Regions from separate parts of the Danio rerio genome. Here region 2 is linked to region 1. Evidence: chromatin contacts called from public HiChIP or PLAC-seq data. All regions are on one chromosome and are shown on one strand. The core of a region is the stretch at or near the end of the contact, and the rest is flanking DNA. Distances in the headings are between cores, read along the strand shown.

What was found. HiChIP or PLAC-seq counts read pairs in DNA pulled down with a chosen protein or histone mark.
Region 2: a contact with region 1 is called in an H3K4me3 HiChIP or PLAC-seq map of embryo, with 5 times the contacts expected there. The contact joins the promoter of rps17 here to the promoter of chrna7a in region 1. A contact is called at or near these places in 2 of 4 datasets of contacts at active chromatin or transcription factors (caudal fin and embryo).

What each region holds. Positions count from the first base shown.
Region 1 is chr7:68,621,956-68,628,259 of GRCz12tu, reverse strand. chrna7a (cholinergic receptor, nicotinic, alpha 7a (neuronal)) reads left to right here and starts at 4,486. Exons shown (of 10, transcript NM_201219.2): 1 at 4,486-4,647. The coding sequence starts at 4,593.
Region 2 is chr7:69,052,462-69,058,924 of GRCz12tu, reverse strand. rps17 (ribosomal protein S17) reads left to right here and starts at 4,871. Exons shown (of 5, transcript NM_200845.1): 1 at 4,871-4,879; 2 at 5,362-5,513. The coding sequence starts at 4,877. It also overlaps a transcript of csnk1g1 not described here.

The sequences.
Region 1 (6,304 bases), core at 3,237-5,736:
TGTATGTATACATACGTATATACTATATGTATAAATGTGTGTGTGTGTGTGTGTGTGTATGTGTGTGTATATATATATATATATATATATATATATATATATATATATATATATATATATATATATATAGTTAGGGAAGGTGCTGTTCAGGCTAATTGTCATGTACAGTGATTCAATTGTATGCTTTAATCATCTTTCAGATATGCTCAGAGAAACAGGTTTAGGATGCTGTGTAATTGCTGAAATGGTGACACGCAAGTGAGATATGACAGTCTGTTGATGATGGGGATGTGAGTGGGTTCAGGTGTGAAATCATAAAGAATAGAGTTGGATCTAGGCTGTAGATTTCATGCAGATATTTGGTGTGTAATGAGCTTCGGCCATCTGTCTCTGCTGAGAATTGATTCAGCATGACGAGATGAGGAAAAAACGTATTTACTTCTTTTTGTGTGGGAGAGGTACAATAAATAAATGCGGTGCTAGTACTGCGGTACATCTTTTCCACCTCGAAGGAGTGGTGCAAGGCCACACTTTGTACTTTTAGTCTAATTTCTCTCTGCTTGGCGAGAACCTAAAACAGAGATTCAAATTGTGGGGTGTCTTACTAGAAACCCTTTAATCATTATAGGAACAGGTTTGCTAAAGTTATGTGCATATAGATAGATTGTCATAATGAATACAAACAAAACTCATAAGGACTTACACGGCAACACATTTATTTATGTGTAATTAAATTGTATCTTATGTCTCCTTTCAGCTCTGTTAGAGTTTCTGCCTCCAAGTCATTCCATATGCCACCAGACCTGTTCTTACCATAGTGGTCTACCACATCATTCAACGCAGTTAAGCTGCAGATGTGATTCATTCATCTCTTGGCCCATGTGCCTTATTCTCAATATTGACACCAGAGCTGATGTCAAGCTGGCATTAGAAAAGTGGCACCCTAGACCTGAACAGTTTTAGGGCCTACTCACACTATGCTATCTGAACCGTGCCCAGGCACGTTTCCCGGATCGTTTTAGACGTGTGAGTATGCTAAATCGGGCTCAGGCACTGTTCACTTGGCTGGCCCTGGCTCATTTGGAAGAGGTGGGCCTGAGCGCGGTTCACTTGGGCTTTGGCGCGGTACGCTTGTAGTGTGAGTGAAAAACGTGCCCGAAACTGCCCGAAACTGAAAGAGAGACGTGACTTTAAGGGGCTGTTTCATATGCATTTATTAATCATTCTTACTGTTCAATGAACGCAAACTGCCTGAGTTTATTAAAGAAGGAAACCCCTCACTGCACGACAGCTGCGCACCTTCAGCAAACCTCCTCATTCTTGCAGCATGAGAGCTTTATGATCGTTTATGATCGCCAAAAGTGGCGGATTTGTTCGGCGAAATATCTGACTGCATGTCACCGCATCCCTAAGGACTGTTTGGCGAAATATTTGATGGCATGTCACTGCATATTAAACGACTGAAACTATGTAACTAGAGAAATCTCCTCTGTGCTGAGCGAGAACACTCACTGAACAGCGCAGCATCGATGACGTAAGGGTCCCCAGGCCCGATTGCAGTGTGAGTGCGGGCCGTCGGGGGAGATGGGAGGGGGTACAAGCGTGCTTTGGCCCGGTTCGAGGCAACTGTACAGAGTGTGAGTACGACCTTAGTTCAATGTTGTAATCTGGTGCAGCTTAAGTAACTAATGATGTAACACATTACTTTTTCATTTGCAAAACAATATGTTACTTTATATTTTTCATGGGATTCAGAAAGTTTTGTTTTTTGTACATAAAATTAATGAATTAAAAAAAAAATTATATATATAAATATATATAATATGTAATAAATATACATAATTTATTTTTTTTTTTAAAACAAGCCAGCCTAGCCTAAATAAAATATAAAGTAATGCAAAAGTTGTGTAGACCACTACTGTCTTTAAAAAGTAAAATTTTGTTACTTTTTAAAAAGAAGTAACATAATATATTTCATTTAAAAATTACTTTCCCAAAACTGGTCTGGAAAATCTACTGTACACAGGGCGAGATGATTTAACAGACTCATCATCTCTCTATCTTATTATACAGGACTATAAAAGCAGATGCAACATCAACTCTACTCTTCTGAGTTGGATCCTCCAGAGTTTCATCCACTCACTTCTCTGCCTGTTCTAGAATGACCCTGGCCATATTTAGGCATGGATTTACACTGATCTTTCAGCATCAGGCTCCTATGCCTGCTTTCCTTGTGAGGACAAGTATTTCAAGTTTTGGCATCTGTGAGGTTTAGTGTCTGATGAAGATCCCCAGAAATTACTTTACGTCAGTACACATAAAAGTGTAAAGCCTGCACAAACAGCCTACAATAAGTGTGGAATGTTATTGAGTATCACTAACTAAATTTTGCACAATATTTTTAAATGGAACAACGTCGAACAATATGTTCTTTTAAAACCATGTATTTTCTTTTTCACTTTTATGTTAAGCATTTTATTACCTTTGTGCTTGAAATTTGTTTTATATTCCCAAACCTGCCTTAACGCTCATATAAAAAAAAAAAAACTTCATCGTGTGGATTTGCTTAGAATTCTTAAGACAAAAAAAGTCTTCCAAAAGCTTTAATTGGCTTATATCATCTTAGACCCATTTTGTTGGCCATTTGCCAATCTTGTTTTGTGTTATTGATGAAAAAAAGAGATGGTTAATTCACTATATTAGCTCAGTATACAGTAGATGTTTTAAAAATGGCCACGGAGTAAAATGGCTTGCCTTAAAGGGACTTTGTTTATACTCATTTTACTGCCAATCGGTCTGGATTTTTAGAAATACCCACCAAACAAAACAATACATATCTCAAACTACCATGTTCACCCTTGCACACAGTTTTCAGGAAACATTGCATTTAACCCATGACACAACAGAAAAATATTGCACACAAATTTTAGTTTGAATTTGCGCCAGTTATCTTGATTAAAAGACCCAGGATCTGCCAAAGTAATGTAGACTGGTTTCATGGGTTCACACACAGACATTTGACTAAATAAAATATAAGTATTCGGCAAGCTGTCCGGGGAGAGGGCTCTGAGCTCGGAAGACACCCTAACTTGTGGTATTCCTCTTATCAGGATAGAGAGAGATAGGGTCTGAGCGCAGTGTCTAGCCCGGCTTCAGAACACTCCTCCCTCAGATTTAAATAGGTATCAGGTTTAATAATGTGGAGTTGGGGTGGTGAAGGGATGCTAAAGTCAAGAGAAAATGGAGGTATGACGTCTTTAACTATTTGTAGGGGTTTGGTCTTGAGCTGATTGGATAATAGAATGATTGTGATGAATTAGCCTCGTCAAATACGGATCGTGCTCCTCCCGAAATTTGTTTATAAAACATCACTAAGTGAGGTACGAAGAACAAACCCCTGCTACATGAAAATATTTTATCACCATTATTTTAAAACCTTAATTCATGTCTATTTATACTGTATGACTAATCTCCGTGAGCAAAAAAAACAAACAACCAATAAACAACCATAAAAAAAAAGAACGGAGTGCACCTTTAAGACATCTGTTTCGCAATGTGCTGAGCAGCAAGTTGCAGAGCTGAATCTATCTGGCTGGATGCTCAGTGCAGTGGGGCATTTGCCAAGTCTCTCCTCCTATATCTCCCACCCAAATCATGCAGCATGGGGAAGGAAGTCAAAGCATAATGCCTAAAGGATGAAACACTGTTGCACTGAAGTTGCCAGGAAAAGTATTAATTGGATAACCACGATCAAAGTCATGCATAACTATAATTAGTGTTTGTAAGCATTAATGAAAAACTAAAGTTCAGACACTGTACTAAATTAAAGGTATAGTTCACCCAAAATTAAAACTCTATGATTATTCACTCACATTTTGCCTGTTTCAAACCTGTTTAAATGTATTTTTTCTCGTTTAAACACAAAATAAGTTACTGTGAAAAATATTGGGAACCTGTAACCATTGACTTCCATAGTATTTATAGGAAGTCTACGGTTAGAGGTTTTCTTCTTTCTTTAAAATATCTTAAAGTTTAGCAGAAGAAAGAAATACATAAAGGTTTGAAACCACATGAGAGTGAGTAAACGCTTAGTATTTTCATTTTTGGGTGAACTATCCCCATTCCACATAGGATTTTTTTTTACTTAGTTCAGTCCTAGGAGAAAGAACAAATTTCTGGTATACATTTGGCACACTAAGATGATAATCAATATGCTAAATTTCTTTTTGAATGTATTTTTAGTTTTAATTTATTCCTTTTATGACTTGATTGCTATTGAAATCCTTTACCAGTCATCCACATCACATTGGAAAAACCATTAGCATTCCTTTCGGACGTTGTGCTAGAGTAAAATTAATTTAAAAGCAATATATCAATGGTAGCAAGATAAACCATAAAAGTGAGAGTGGAGAGAGAGGGAAAGAGAGCGAGAGAGAGGGGGGGCAGGGTTTCATGCCTTTTGTTGATGCTGCTGCATGAGACTGTATTCCCTTCTGCCCGTGGGATGCTGAGAGAGACTCTTCATAACACCAAGACCTATATCACCACACCAGCTTTTCTATTAATTTCTGCAATTTAATCTAAATAGGAAGATGGGAATTTGGGAATATACTCTTTATTTTACCACCACATGCTGCCTATGGAGAGGTAAGGAACCATTTAGACATTTGATTATGAAATATCCATGAGCTTTGCTGAATAATTGTCTTTTTAATGCTTTATCAAAGTTTCTTGCATGTCAATTCAGTGTTTTCTGATTGAAGTGTTGCATATCCGCTCAGATCTATTTCAAGTTCTGCTGTGACGTAAATGAAATTGATGTTTTGAGGCTTGTTTATATGAGGATACTAGCCAGATTAGAATTTGAGGTTAATGAGTGCGATTTGTTTTTTGTGCTGGGTCATGGCTTTAAGTTGGCAGTTTAACATTAGCAATTTTAACATATACTTTGTGGTCTAATTCTACTTTGCTCAAGAGTCAGTCTATTTGAATTCATTCTTAATTTTTTCTTTATCTTAATTTTTTTAATGGCTGTGGCTTTTATAATTATGATTTTGCTCTGTTACCAGTCCATTAATTAGTTGTCTCTGGCTGCAATCTCATTAGTGCCCCCTAAACTGAATTTGTACACTGGATGCTTTGTGTGCATTATACAGTAGTGTCTCTGATACTGTCAAGAGAGTCTGCTTCTCTAGTTTCTGAATTCATCTCTCATGAATAACAGGTGCCTTTTTGAATGAATCAAATGCCTGATGTAATCTAGAGGGCATCTTTGTGGAATTCGATTATGAATAGACTTGATCCTGAGGGAATTCGATTACAAGAACATCCCTTGTCCTGCTAGAAGAGAAAAGGCAGTGATTGAACTATGAGGGGAAAAGGCTAGAATCATTATGAATTGCCTTGTATTTGTCCAGATTAGTCTAGATAAGTTAGATGCATACTTAAAAGCATAGTTCACCCTTCAAAAAAAAAGTTAAAAAAAAATAAAAAAATTCTGTCAACAATTACGCATCCTTCACTTGTTCCAAACTTGAGTTTCTTTGTTCTGTACTGTAACTTAATAAATTAAGGTAACTCAAACTATTTAAGGAAACCGTTTGCAACAAACCATTTCAGTTCAAAAACTAATCCTAATGAGTACTGTGAACTTAATCCATTTGAGTAAACAAAGCATTTTGAGTACAGTAAAACCCAATAAATGAAGAGAACTCAAACCAACTGAGTACTGTAAAACCCAATAAGTTAAGGCAACTCAAACTGTTTGAGGAAACTGATTGCTACAAACCGTTTGGGTTAAAAACTAATCTATACGAGTACTGTGAACTTACTCCATTTAGGTTGAAGTAATAAGGTATTTAATTAACTTTATACCTCTAACACTGAGTTCAAAACTGAGTGCAATTAATTCCAAATTAATTACACTCATTTCATTTGATAGAGCTGACTGTGGTGTTTTAGAGTGTGTAAATAAATTAAGGAAAACTTTTCAACCTATTTGTTTTGAGTTATTTTAACCTATTTGAATTGTGTTAAACTTATTTTATTTGTGTTATTTCAACCAATTGTAGGTAAATAAAACCCATGAGCAAATCCTTGCTAGGTTACAAGCAATTGACTTGTGTTGGGGCAACTCAAAATAATTAAGTCACTTACTCGTTTTTACAAATTTATGTGAATTGAACAAAGTTATCCTCCAAAAACTGAATAATTGTTTTTCAGCTCATTTTAAATAAGTAGTTTGAACAAACAGCAAACTCCATTTTTGAGTGTGTCAAATCATTCTTACATTTACCTGAAACTC
Region 2 (6,463 bases), core at 3,622-6,121, 430 kb before region 1:
AACTTGTTAAGCTCTGACTGACCCATTCCGTTTTGGATCCACCTTGTGGAGCTGTATTGGGATGAGTGTTGCGTTTAAATACGGCATCTCCAGTTAGCGGTTATTGGAGAATCAACCAACGCATATGAAACTTTCCAATGTGATGATGGTTGGCTATTTAATGGATTTTCCTTCTGCTTTTTCCACTGTGATGCAGGTCACTTTGGGTCTAAATTATTCTGTGAAAAGTACTTGAATGATACTCGTGGAACTCCGCCTCTCGCAAGCGCGTCGAGGTGGCTTTTTTTATTTAACGTTCTTCTCTTAACAATATGTATTATGTGCCTCGCTAGAGTTGGAAGACAATTTAGTATTTCTGGATGTGCACTGCTTGCTATCGCCAGGTGCGTCTGGCTTTATGGAGAATTGCAGGATAACTCCTTTAACCCCTTAATTCATATTGACTCCAAAGTGGGAGCCCTTGGCTCGTTACGGAGCCACTTGGAATTGCTTTTTTTTTTTTTTCTTCCGTTTGTTCGGATATAAGCGGAATGTGAAATTGTTTAGCTTTGGATCTATGGACTGTGCGGATGTACTTTGGGATTACAAGCAGACGTAAATTAAGGCGCCATCTGCTGGTAGACTCGTCCATTTAAGACACTACATTAGACACTGAAATCATTCTCGATATGCTATTGGAAGTGGTTTGATTCGGGATGGCTAGAACAGACGTTATTTCTGGAATCTTGGTTAATGCGATCAATCGTAATGACTACTGGCTCTCTTGTCAACTGCAAGGTGATGACGTCAAACCATCTTTCATCTTTAAGTTCCCCATTTTTGTTTGCTTTTTTAAGGATTGTACCATTTGCGATTTTTGTTTTAATAAAGATGGTATATCCGTACAAGTATGAGGTTTAAATATACCACGGTTCCATTTCTAGTTGGTTTCCTCAAAGTCGAAGTCATTCGGGATGCATTCTGGGTCATTCGGAAGGGTGTTTGCATACCATTACGATTCCTTTTGAATTGCCTTTGCTTTTTATTTTTATTTAATATGAATATATATATCATGGTTCTGGTCACTTTACTGTGCTGCAGATTTAAATACAAAGAGGTAAATAAGAGTTATTCTCCTACTAAAATTGAAGTTAGTGACATTAATGCAGATTTTATGTGCATGGCTTTTGATTCCGAAAGCAATGGGAACTACTTGTGAATGGGGCACTGAAGAACATTGTGGGCATGAAGTTGATACACTGTTATTCTGTGGCTGCATAATGCCTTAAACATGCTACTGCAAGTCTGACCCCTCTGTACGCTTGAGTTCAGCAGGTAAATGTCCACTATTTTGCCGCTGTATACTGTATTACCCTTCCATTGTGTCTGCTACATAGCTCCCCCCCCTCCCCTCTCGATCTTTCAAAACAATTGTAATCATTCCTGTCTCAACTTTTGAGTTAATTTGGGAACTTGTTGAACTTTTTTTTTGTTGTTGTTGGTGTTGCTTTTTTAATGAACAGATCAATCTGGTTAAACTGCTCTTTTTTTTTTTAATGACCTCGGAATGATTATATTACAAGAGTCTGGTAGGAAAGCACTGCAATATTTCTCTTTTTCACGTTTTTTTGTAGTGTTCATTTCTGTAAGGATGTTTCAGTACTTCAGGCTTATTAAAAACTAAATTGTACAGTTCTGCAGGAGTCATTCTCTTGTTCTGGTCATACTTACAAGAAAAAAAGATACTTTAAATTTCATTGTATTATGAATTTATTGTGTTGAAAAATGAATGTTGCTTCAATGTACTTCGATGATTTTACTTTGTCAAGGGCTTCAACTGTGATGGACCCATTTTGTTTCTCTCTCTCTTTCTCTTCTCTCTCTCTCTCTCTCTCTCTCTCTCTCTCTCAACCTCTAAATATATTTTGTTTTTAATTTGGAGAAAGATTAAGGCCTTAATCTTAATCTTATTTAAAATGCCTATTTTCCTGAGGAGTCATATAAAATTCCATACATAACCTTTCGAATTAAATTTTTATTCCCTCCACTCTTAAAGGGAAACTCAAGTTTGCACCCTTTTTTATGTAAAATAAAAGAAAATGTCTCTTAAACTCTGGGCGAGTGCGTGTTTGTCTTTTTTAGAGGATCATGCAGTGTGTATTTATACACTACAGATTACATATTTATTTTATTTATGGTGTATGAAATTCAGTTGTTTGTGCCATGGAATAATTTGGGATAATTGAATTTGTTTTACTATAAGCAGCTCTTTTTGAAGTTTGGCTGCGTTTCGCTACTGATATGAGTTATAAATTATCAACATGCACATGCTATGAAATTAGTTTGGGGTTTTGTGCTGTTGAAATTACATGAAAATGTTGTAATGTGTAAAAGGGAAGGCAAATCAGTGTTATAAATGGACAGGAGATCAACAGTTATGGAGAAAAAAAACTGTAAAAATCTAGAGCATAATGCCCTATAAAAGTGTAAACGTGTGTGTGTGTGTGTGTGTGTGCAGAATGTGTTTTTAAATGAGCTGACTGTTAAATATTCGGCTCATTTTATATAATATAGCGCGAGTTTGGCTACATGGTGAACTTTTGTTTACAGGGTAAATATCAGTAATAAAAATCATTGAAATTGCTTGAATTTGAATATAGTGTTTTCAAAAGTTCTTTGATTTTGGATAAAATGCATGAAAATGTAGTTGTTGCTTTCATAATGATACATTTATATCATCATTTATTATTAAATAATTATAATATTCATTATTTAAATAAATTGTTAATAAAGAGGGTAAATGAGTATTTCGACGTTGGTGTGTTGACAAAGCAAACAACATCTAATATTAGGGATGTAACGGTATCAGAATTTCACGGTACGGTAATACCCATCAAACAGGACGTTAATTTCACCAACCATTCCCATTTTATTAAGTTGTATCCATACAAATGGCCTACCCTGTACATCAGAGGGCTTCTTAAAAGGGCATTTACCACATCATGAGAGGGTGGACAGCAATCACAAAGACACATGCAAAATGGTTAATAATAATATGAAAACAAAATAAAAACGATCAAAATGACTTATTTTACTAAATAACTTGGTAAAGACAATAAGAATATTTAAAAATCTTTTTAATTTGATCTAATTTACCAACTTTTTAGACTCACCGAAGTGCAGTGAGCAGTGTGGGACATGGCAAAATCACATCCATTCAATGAAAGAATATGGCAAAAATTGACAAAAACATATTTCAAAACACTTATTCTACCTGCAAGTGTGTAAAGGTTTATATAATATAATAAATATTCTTAAACGTTGTTAAAGAATTATATATATATATATATATAACTCTTTAACATTGGGCACTTTTATGTCCTTTGACATTTATCCAAATTTATATATATATATATATATATATATATATATATATATATATATATATATATATATATATATATATATAAAATTTGTCAAACTAACAATAAAACCTACTTTAAAAAATGCACTACCTTTCTATTATATATTTTTCTATATTATTCAACCTCCTTTTAGGTCTCAAAATCACTGTTTTTGCCTTGTCGCACACCCAGAGTTTTAAACTTCAACAATGAAAATAACATTTTAAAATATTATTTATCTGGAATCCACTAATGTATCTTAATGAAGCACTAGTGAAATAATTTAAATATTTTATAGTTATTAATGTGAGACTATTATCAATATTATTTTTTATACAAAACATAGCTGTCTCACAGTACCAGTGTCATTTCCACCACAACACTGTAATGTCGCTTTAAAAAGTTTGTGTGCGATTATTTAGGTGGTTTTTATAAAAATCAATAGTCATCTGAGCACATGTTCAAGATGGAGGGAATTTAAATTTTCATCTACAACACTTGAAGAAAAATCAAGGTAAATATTGCTTGATAAGAAAATACATTTATTCTACGTCATTTCAAACATGTTGTACCTTCAAAGTTGTTTTTAAAAACCAAACAAAATGAAGGTAAATAAGATTGTTTTGTATACATGAAAGGCTATATCAAGTCAAAGCTAATCGGTGAAGCTAGTTTAAATTTTTTTCACAATAAACTGTTGAAATGTCATTTCCACCACTGTCATTTCCATCACCACACACATTTATAAAAACTATTTATAAAAGTTCTCATCACACATTAAAAGTGTATTCACAATGTATGAGTTCATGCTCTATTTAATATACAAATTCAGTTTATTTATTTTCTAATAAACTCTTAACCAAATTAGTATTCAATTTTAGAGTGTGACAGGAGTCCAGTTTAGCATACAACTAATTTATTTAATTGACAAATGTATAATTATTATAAACATTGTGGAAAGACTGGTTAAACTAGATACAAAAATGATCTTAGACAGTGTTTGACTGCTATAAATGATCTAATCTTGAAATATTGCGATGTGGTGGAATTGACATATCTTCAGTTCACGATGGAAAAAATGTTAAATATGAACAATTTCTCTTCTTATCTAAGTTTGTCCTCTAACAGATCTTAAAACTAGACAAACTGTTTAAACTTATGAGGATATGATACATTAATTTTGAACAAGTTTTTTTTTTTTACTTAACACAAAGCTAAAAGTGCCCGTAGTTGAAGAATTGTCCATATACAGTTCTCCAAAGTTGTGAAGTGCTGGAAGCTTAAAATGTGCTTCAAATTGAATTGATAAGTGGTGTAAGAAGCATGTATTTAGCGAAGTCTGTTAACAAAACTACGCTTTTTCTTTCTTTTTTCCCGTTGATTTGAAGCAGGTGATGGAGCTCGTCTACGGACTTTTATGTCACTTCCGAAAGAGCTCTATAAACTTCCGCCCCGTACTGTTTTAAACCCTTTTTCCTCTAAACCAAGTCAAAATGGTGTGTACCGTGAATCCCTGTCAATCCTTTCAAATCTTGTACTTCATCAACTCTTCACGTTTTTATAAATGACCAGAATGTTTTGTCAAGACTCTCAAGATCCACGTATACAAAGTATTTTAACGTTTGGCAGGAGATGTTATGTAGGATGTTAAAAACAGCTTCGGGTTGTCTTCCGGTCTACAACAGAAGCAGCTTCAGATGTTAAAGTCTGAGAAATGTAACGTTAGACAATATTAAGTTGAATTATTCGCGTATTCAAGTGCTACGAGTGACTCTTTTAACATGTGAAACGTTTAAACCCCAAAAAACTTGTCTTAAAACAACAGCTTGAGTCATCAGTAGCGCACACTTCCTCTCAGGGCTACCTTACTAAGGCGTTCGTGTCTGATTAATAACATGTTACCGTTAGTAAATTAAAAAAAAAAAGTACAGAAATGTCCTGATATCCAGAGTGACTGTAGTGTGTTTGCGGCTGACAGGGACGCGTGAGGACCAAGACGGTGAAGAAAGCGGCTCGTGTGGTCATTGAGAAATACTATACCCGGCTGGGCAATGACTTCCACATTAACAAGCGGGTGTGTGAGGAGATCGCCATCATCCCCAGCAAACCGCTGAGAAACAAAATCGCAGGGTGAGTGAAAGCCATTCCAGGGTTCCACGCTTAGAATCTTTTTCTACTAGGCCAGTGGTTCAGATTGTAACTTGCCCTGCCAAAATGTTATCAGGCCCCACCAAAAAAAGTTAATAAAAGTTAATAGCAATTTTTTTATGCGCATACAGTATTTTAAATAATGTGTCAAAAGCCAAATATAATTGTAGTACCTACCCTTTTTATTCAACTTAACATTTTTTTTTGTAAATACAACTGACAATTAATAATAAATATATATATTTAAGAGTTTAAAAGTATAAATGTGTGTGTGTGTATATATATATATATATATATATATATATATATATATATATATATATATATATATATATATATATATATATATTTATTTATTTATTTATTTATTTACCGGTCAAAAGTTTGGGGTCAGTTCTATTCATTTATTTGATATTCAAGGAAAATTATTCCGTTTATCAAGGTGACATTTGTTAAATGTAAAAAAAAGTTAAAACAGTTAAATATTTATTAAAATTTTTAAATAACTGCTTTAGTTTAAAATAAAATGATTACTCCAGTCATTATTGCTTTTATTACTATTACCAATAATATTAATAACAACAATAATTAATATTAGAGTGATTTTCAAAGGATCATGTGACTAAAGACTGGGTCAATGAAACTGAAAATTCATCTTTAAAATAACTGGAATGAATTAAATGATAAACTACATTTAAACAGTTATTTTATAGTGCAATAACATTTTACAATTTAACAATATGTACTGTATTTATGATATAATAAATGCAGCTTTGGTGTGGTGGAGAAGCTTATTTTAAAATATTTAACAATCATACTGACCCCAAACTTTCGACCAGTTGTGTATAGAATATTTTATAAGTGAAAATGTGCACTTTAATTTTGACACCGGCTGACATAGTCACCAAATATAAATCAGAGAGGTCGGACTC